Regions from separate parts of the Oryctolagus cuniculus genome. Here region 1 is linked to region 2. A link is a contact called in public Hi-C data. All regions are on one chromosome and are shown on one strand. Each heading gives the region's core, a stretch centred on a gene start, on an enhancer-like site or on the middle of the called end of the contact. The rest is flanking DNA. Distances are from core to core; before and after follow the strand shown.

Region 1 (3,387 bases), core at 738-3,237, 120 kb after region 2:
AGCCAGGAACCAGGAGCTTCTTCTGGGTCTCCCACATGGGTGCAGGGGCCCAAGGACTTGAACCATCTTCCTGTGCTTTCCCAGGCCCATCGGCAGGGAGCTGGATCAGAAGTGAAGCAGCAGGGCTCAAACTGGTGCCCATATAGGATGCCGGCACTGCAGGCGGAGGCTTAGCCTTCTACGCCACAGTGCCTGCCCCATTCTTCTTCTGAGCTGAGGATCTTTTCACACTTGGCCTTGTTTCAGATTAGGTTGAAGGGGACCTGAGAAATGAGTCTATATGTCTAGATTCCTGCTGGTGCAGAGGGCAGAAACTGAGGCCTGAGGGCAGTGATTGGTCCCATCAACCCACCGGGAGACCTCTGTGCCCCAAGCCCACAGTTGTCTCACTTCTTCACAGACCAAGCAGCTCCCCCATCCTGCCTCCTTCAGACAGGTAGGGGCCTAGTGGCCCCTGGCACGTGGGCTGTGCCCCCATAGACGTGAAGAGAAGGCAGCCGTCGCTGGAATCCTGATCTTCTTTAAGCCTGTTTGGTTTGCATGGTTTCCCAAATCTGCCCCCCCCCGACTCCAGCCCTGCCCCAAACCAAGCTACCTGTCCCTGGGGGTCCCTCTGCATCCCCCCACCCCCCCCACCCCCCACAGCAGCAGCAACAACAGCATGATAGCAACTGCCCTGTCAGCATCGCCCTCTCTCCTGGAGCTCAGACTTCCTGGGGATGCAGAGTAGAAAGCTCAGCTCCTTCCCCAAGCAGCAGCTGCACCTTAGGGCCTTCCGAGTGTCCCCCCCTGTCCCCTCCTCTCTCAGCAGGAGGGACTCTGGGCAGTTGCAGCCTCCTGGATCCTTCTGCACACAGATGCAGCGGTGAAGGGCCCCCAGTGGAAGGAAAACACAGCACCCTTGTAAAACGCTATTAAGGGCCGGCGGCGCGGCTCACTAGGCTAATCCTCCACCTGGGGCGCCGGCACCCTGGGTTCTAGTCCCCGTTGGGGTGCCGGATTCTGTCCTGGTTGCTCCTCTTCCAGTCCAGCTCTCTGCTGTGGCCCGGGAAGGCAGTGGAGGATGGCCCAAGTGCTTGGGTCCTGCACCTGCATGGGAGACCAGGAGGAAGCACCTGGCTCCTGGCTTCGGATTAGCGCAGCGCCGGCTGTGGTGGCCATTTGGGGGGAGTGAACCAACGGAGAGAAGACCTTTCTCTCTGTCTCTCTCACTGTCTAACTCTGCCTGTCCAAAAAAAAAAAAAAAAGCTATTAAGACGTTCAAGGCTGTTCGAGCCCCATCCTTACAAAGTCCACCGCACTTGGCTGGGTCCCAGATGCACAGGGATGATAACTGCTTGGGTTCCATGAATTAGGGAGCCAGGAGAGGCCTCTGCTTCCCCAAAAAACTTGATCTGCGAATTCCCAAACACATTTCTGTTTCCTCCAGGAGAGGCGGGTCTTCCAGGGACCACCAGGTCAGCGCGATGGCTGAAGGCGCTGGCATTTCAATACTTGATGTGTTCCCGGGAAGCCCAAGGCCCGCACCATTCCTGACACTGTCCTGTTGGAATACAAGAGAAGTGGTGTTTAATGTGAACCATTAACGGGCCGGAGAACTGAGAGATTATCTTTCGGACTGGGGGCCGGCCAGGAGGGCAGTGGACCCCCACTAAGGATGCACACAGGGCCGGCCAGCTCTTCCTTCCTGGGACGCGGTGCCCCAAGCTGCCTAGCTGAGTCTCTGGGGAGCAGGGAGCGGTACTCGGCCACACCCCAGGCCATTGGCCATTCGCGATGCCCATGCGCCCCCCGGCGCCCCTCGCCCGTTGCTGCATCGGCGCCCCCCCCCAACACCCCGCTTCCAGAATGCTCCCCGCGCATTCTACGGCATTCTTTGGGCGTGAGTCATGCAGGTTTGCAGCCAGCCCCGAAGGGGGTGTACGCGAGCCGAGCACTATAAATACGGCGCTTCACGCGGCTCTCCACGCGGCGTCGCCAGGAGGAGCGCACGAGCGCCGGCGCCGCAGACCGGTGAGACGTCCCCGTATTTCCTAGCCCTGCACCGAGCCACCCCGAGACAGACAGATGAGCAGCCGGGGGTGGCAGCCAGGTGGGGAGCGGTGACAGCTCGCGCTTCCGAGGAAGCCGGGGCAGCCCAGGAGGAGAGGTGATGGGAGCCCCATCCCCAGCAGCCGAGCCGGGGGACGAATGGCTGCGGGTGGCGCGCAGGTTGGGAGTCCCCGTGCATATTGGCTGTAAGGCTGTAATCACAGCTTTGTGACCGTCCATCGGACAGGTGTACCGATCCTCTTTTTTCAAAGGCTCGGGGACTGCGGGGGACTGCGGCGCCCTGCCGGTGGCGGGGCTGGCCTGCGCGGGGGTCCTCCCCGCAGCATCTCCGCGGTGGAGGTGCCGAGCCCTCAGCTGTGGCTGCTGGCTTGCGTGCATGAGTCATCATGTTTTCTCCTGGGTTCTGTAGTACTCCGGAGGGCGCGTTGTAAGTACCATGCTGTGGGTTTAAGTATACACTGCAGCCCCATAAAGCCTACTTTTTCTGCTTCTTCAAGTGCACCTGAGATGCAGTAGAGCAAAGTCACACAAGCTCCGTCAGGCCTCAGCCGGCGGTGCCGCCTTCTCATTTCACAGATGGTAATCTAAAGCCCGCAGAGATTCAGGACTTCTGGCTCCAGCCCTAAACAGCAGCTAGTTAGCTCACCTGGGATTAGAATTGAAGCCCTTGACTTTTCCGAATTTCTGGGTTTAGTGAGAAACATAAGCTTATTATGGTTTTTGTTTTGCTTTGCTTTTAAAGAGCAAGGTTAAGAATTTAAAAGTCAGTGTAACAACATCCAGTTTTGGTACTTAATGATACTCCTTTTTTTCTTTAATAAAGGATATTTATTTGAATTAAAAAAATTTAAAAGTAGGCACAAATGTGATAAAAGGATGCTCCTGGGAGTGTTAGTTATAGTAATAATTAACTGGTGGGATATTTGCAGTCATTTAAATGCCTGACCTTGTGAGAATGGTAAGCCAAGCTCTGGCACGTCAGAAAATGGAGTATCATATGTTGCAAAAGTGTTTTTTTTTTACAGCATACTTGAGGGCAGGGGATAGAAAGGAGTTGGTTGCATAAACGTGCATAGAAAATACAAGGAAACAGACCACAAGGCTAATGTTTGCCCCTAGATGGTAGGAATTACAGGTGACAGACAGCTTTTGTCTGCTTTCTTTGGGGTTTAGCTTTCCACATGGTGGGGGGGCAGTAGTATAGGATCTGGGCCTCAGGCTGGAAACTCTGTACTTCCCCAGGCCTGCTCCTCCCTCCAGCTCCCTCTCGGTTTTCTTAGGCTTCTAAGCCTTTAGCTGGGGGACCTCTGGCTTTGGGGGTGGCCCTTGGAAGCC
Region 2 (3,551 bases), core at 463-2,962:
AGCAAAGCAGAGTAAAAGGAAGGTGGGCCAAGAATTCCAGGAAGAGGACTCAAACCTAGAACTAAAAGTCCGTGAAATGTGAGCACTAGCATTTGGAGTTCACAACTTGCCCCCTACCCTTCCCGAATCCTTAGGAGCCTGCCTGGAATGTTGGCCAGTGTACTAGTGTCTCTGTCTGTTTGAAAGGCAGAGAGAGATCTTCCATCTGCTGGTTCATTTCCCAAATGGCTATATCTAGCTGGGCCGCACTGCAGCTGGGAGTCAAGAACTCCATCTGGGTATCCCGTGTGGCTGGCAGGAGCCCAAGTACCTGAAATGTCTTTGCTACCTCCCAGGGTACTGCACATTAACAGGAAGTTGGATCTGAAGCAGAGTCATTGGGACTTGAACTAGACATTCCAATATCATGTAGGTGTCCCAAATGAAAGTTTAACGTACTCCACCACCCACCTGTTTTGTGTAGCAACAATAAAATACTAAGACAAGATACCTTATAAGTAAAGAGATTCGTTTGGGTAGCAGTCCAGCTGACTGGACGATCCAAACGGCAGGGGGCCAGAAATCTGGTGAGAACCTCCTTGCCTGTGACACAACATGGCAGAGACTTGAAGGAGAAATGGCAATGTGCCAAAGAGGGCATGCTCACGGTGTGGCCTCGCTCTGTAACAACCTGCTCTCTGGAGAATTCACTCAACCCCTTAGGATCCATAACTCCCCTGGAGCCTCATGATCTAATCAGTATCCGCTGGGCTCCACCACTTCTCCACCTCCACACTGGGACCAAGCTCTTAGAACATGAACCTTTTGGGGGACAGACTATATCTAAACCATAGTGGCAGGTGTGAGGCTGCAAATTTGAAGACTTCCTGAAATGATTTCGCTGATCACTGTGGGGTTCTGGACTCGTAGTTGAATTTTACTCCTTTTCTCACAGAGCTTCCCCTAATGTTATTCAGAACGTTTGCAGGGACGTACTGGGATTGAGAGAATTGCACAAATGTAAGTTTTTCTCCCATGTAAGACATTCTTGAACCCTTAAATGTCTAAGAGCAGACAGTTGGGATATGGTTCTCTAGTTAGGGCAACACCTGCATCCTTAGGTTTTAAATGCCTTAGCTACTAGAATTGTGGGGTTTAAATGTTTTAGCGAATGAATCTATATGGGAAATGTAGTTTGAAACCAGAATTACTCCAGAAAAATTGAGAGATCCATGCCTATATTAGTAAACCGAAAACAGATATCCTGTCTCTCTCCATCTGTTAACTGTGTTTTGGCAGTTTCTACATACCTCTGTTTTTATGTCTCACATTGATTGCTTGGCTTTGGCTTTCTGATTTCCTGGTTATATCAATTATTGGAGGGACTGAACCGCCCATCTTAGTGGTCCCTGCATTGCATGTGCTAATGGGCATTGACTCAACATTTTCCACTTTTGAGTGTAGCCATGGAATGGCAAACAGGGGAATTCTATTACTCTAGAAATCCCTGTAGCTTTTGCTGGTTCCCAAACCTGGTAAGTGGGTGTCAATATTTAAGTCTGAGAAAACAGATGGAATTCTCCAAAGTCAGTATTGTGCTTTGTTCCCACATCAACCAGCCCCTTGTAACCACCGCTGCTGTAAAAATAGGGAACTAATGGCCTGATATTTCACGGCCTGCCTGGAGGAGGTCTGAGCTGCCCAGACACCTGTTTTGGTTTCTGCCTCAGCAGTTTGCTTTGTGTTGAGAAGGCTAACATTTGCTTATGATTTCAGAAGAGAGCCGGTCTTTCAGGTATTACAGGCTGAGCTATTGATCTTGAAACTTCTGGACCCTTGGCAAAGACACAGTGGAGCATCAACAGGTTACAAATGGAAAAAGATACAGAGAAAATATCACTGGAGTCACTGTGCAGTACCCTTTAACCAGCCCAGACTTGCCAGGACTGTGTTCAGCAACAAAGCCCTTGCCTTCATGTGCTGACATCCCTTCGTGATTGAAATTTTTATTTTGTGATTAACGTCCTTGGCCTCCATGAGGCTTACATAACTCATTTCAAAATCAGACGTACTTTTAAGAGAGCCTTTGGAAAGGGATGGGAGGGTCTGAAATAGATAAAGCTTACATCTTGTTACAAACAAAGGCCGTATTGGTGACTTTGATTAGAAAGTGTTTCAATGAGAAGGGAGACGGAAGTCCATGTTCTGGTCTCCCAGCGAAAGGTGAGCTGCTCCCAGCTTGTCACCTGTCTGCCATGGAGGAGTGTTGTGCTGCCTGGTTTAAAACCAGTTATGGTCAGGGCTTTGTAACACACTAGAACTTTAGCTAACAAAACAATACACCAGTTACCTGGGCTTTTCTCCTCATCTGTTAAAACAAGAGCTGAGGCTAAAGCTAATCTATGGAGAGTAAAGGAAACAAACCTCTCACTTAAGGATGCTGCTTCCTCCTTTGGGACCTTGGAGGAAAGACCCCCCAGGATCCTCTGGGCTTCAGGGTCAGAAAGAAGTATTAACACATTTTGTTAAGTACACGTGGATCTGAATTCAAATACAAGCAAAGGTATGGGTGAAACTGTTCCCCAGCTTCCTTTCCGGAGGGCCACCAGTGTTGCCGGTGTTTCTATAAAAGGCAGAAATTCTTGAAGTGTGTGGGGAGCAACTCGGACTAGACTAAGTTACTGGAATTAAGACTTATTCTATGCATCTGCTCTCCCACAATATGGCGCTGGGAAGGGAGAAACAGCTTCTACACAGCTGCCTCCAGTTCAACCAATAAACTGTAGGACCTGCTCCTGATTGGAGGAGAGCAGCGTACTTGGTGTGTGGGCAGCCGAGTTGGGGTTGGCGGAGGAGGACTATAAAGGAGGAGAGAGACGGCATGCACCAGGAATATCTAAGGGGAACATCTGAAGGAACACCTGTGCAGCCCCCAAGAGAGCCGGCCGGCGGTGTGCCGCTCCCCCGCGGAAGTGGGGAATGTGGCAGGGGGAACCGCCCTTCCACGGAGGTGGAAGGGTCGGTAGCCAACCCGGGAAGAACCAGCAGCAAACCCGGGAAGGGCCGAGCAGACAAAAGAACAGCGCAGGGTCCTGTGTCGTTCCTCCACAAAGACGGGGAGCGACAAAGTGGACTCACTTCAGCTAGGAGATTCTGTATTCTTCCCACCCTGGAAGAATCAATAGCTCAGCTAAAGAGGGAGAGGAGAGAGGCTTCTCTCTGCCTTTGTCTCTGGAGCATTTAATCCAAGAAAAACACCCAGAGATTTCCCAGGCATCACACCTGGCAGCTGGGACTTTAGGGCAGATATAAGTACAGAAATGGAAATGGGCAAAGGGATTAGAAATCCTTTGGTGTCTGCTCAGGAGCCAACCTCTGCAGGGACGTTGAGTTACAACATAGATTATCTTTTTTTTTTTTTTTTTTTTTTTTTTTTTGACAGAGTGGACAGAGAGAGAGAGATGGAGAGAAAGGTCTTCCTTTTTCCGTTGGTTCACCCCCCAATGGCCGCTGTGGCCAGCACACCGCGCTGATCTGAAGCCAGGAGCCAGGTGCTTCTGGTCTCCCATGCG

The links. Hi-C and Micro-C count contacts between places; a contact is called where the count stands out from the background.
Region 1: a Hi-C map of an unstated tissue shows a contact between it and region 2, with 3 times the contacts expected there. The contact joins the promoter of CLU here to the enhancer-like site in region 2. A contact is called at or near these places in 2 of 6 Hi-C or Micro-C datasets (skin fibroblasts and an unstated tissue).

Annotation. Positions count from the first base shown.
Region 1 is chr2:46,603,424-46,606,810 of mOryCun1.1, forward strand. It overlaps CLU (clusterin), which reads left to right and starts at 1,988. Exons shown (of 9, transcript NM_001082049.2): 1 at 1,988-2,013.
Region 2 is chr2:46,487,984-46,491,534 of mOryCun1.1, forward strand. No RefSeq gene overlaps it. Among named protein-coding and RNA genes, the nearest start is that of CCDC25, 49 kb to the left of the region's middle. Within about 2 kb of position 1,713, at least 2 of the 8 cell types and tissues checked have an H3K27ac peak or open chromatin away from gene starts, as enhancers often do.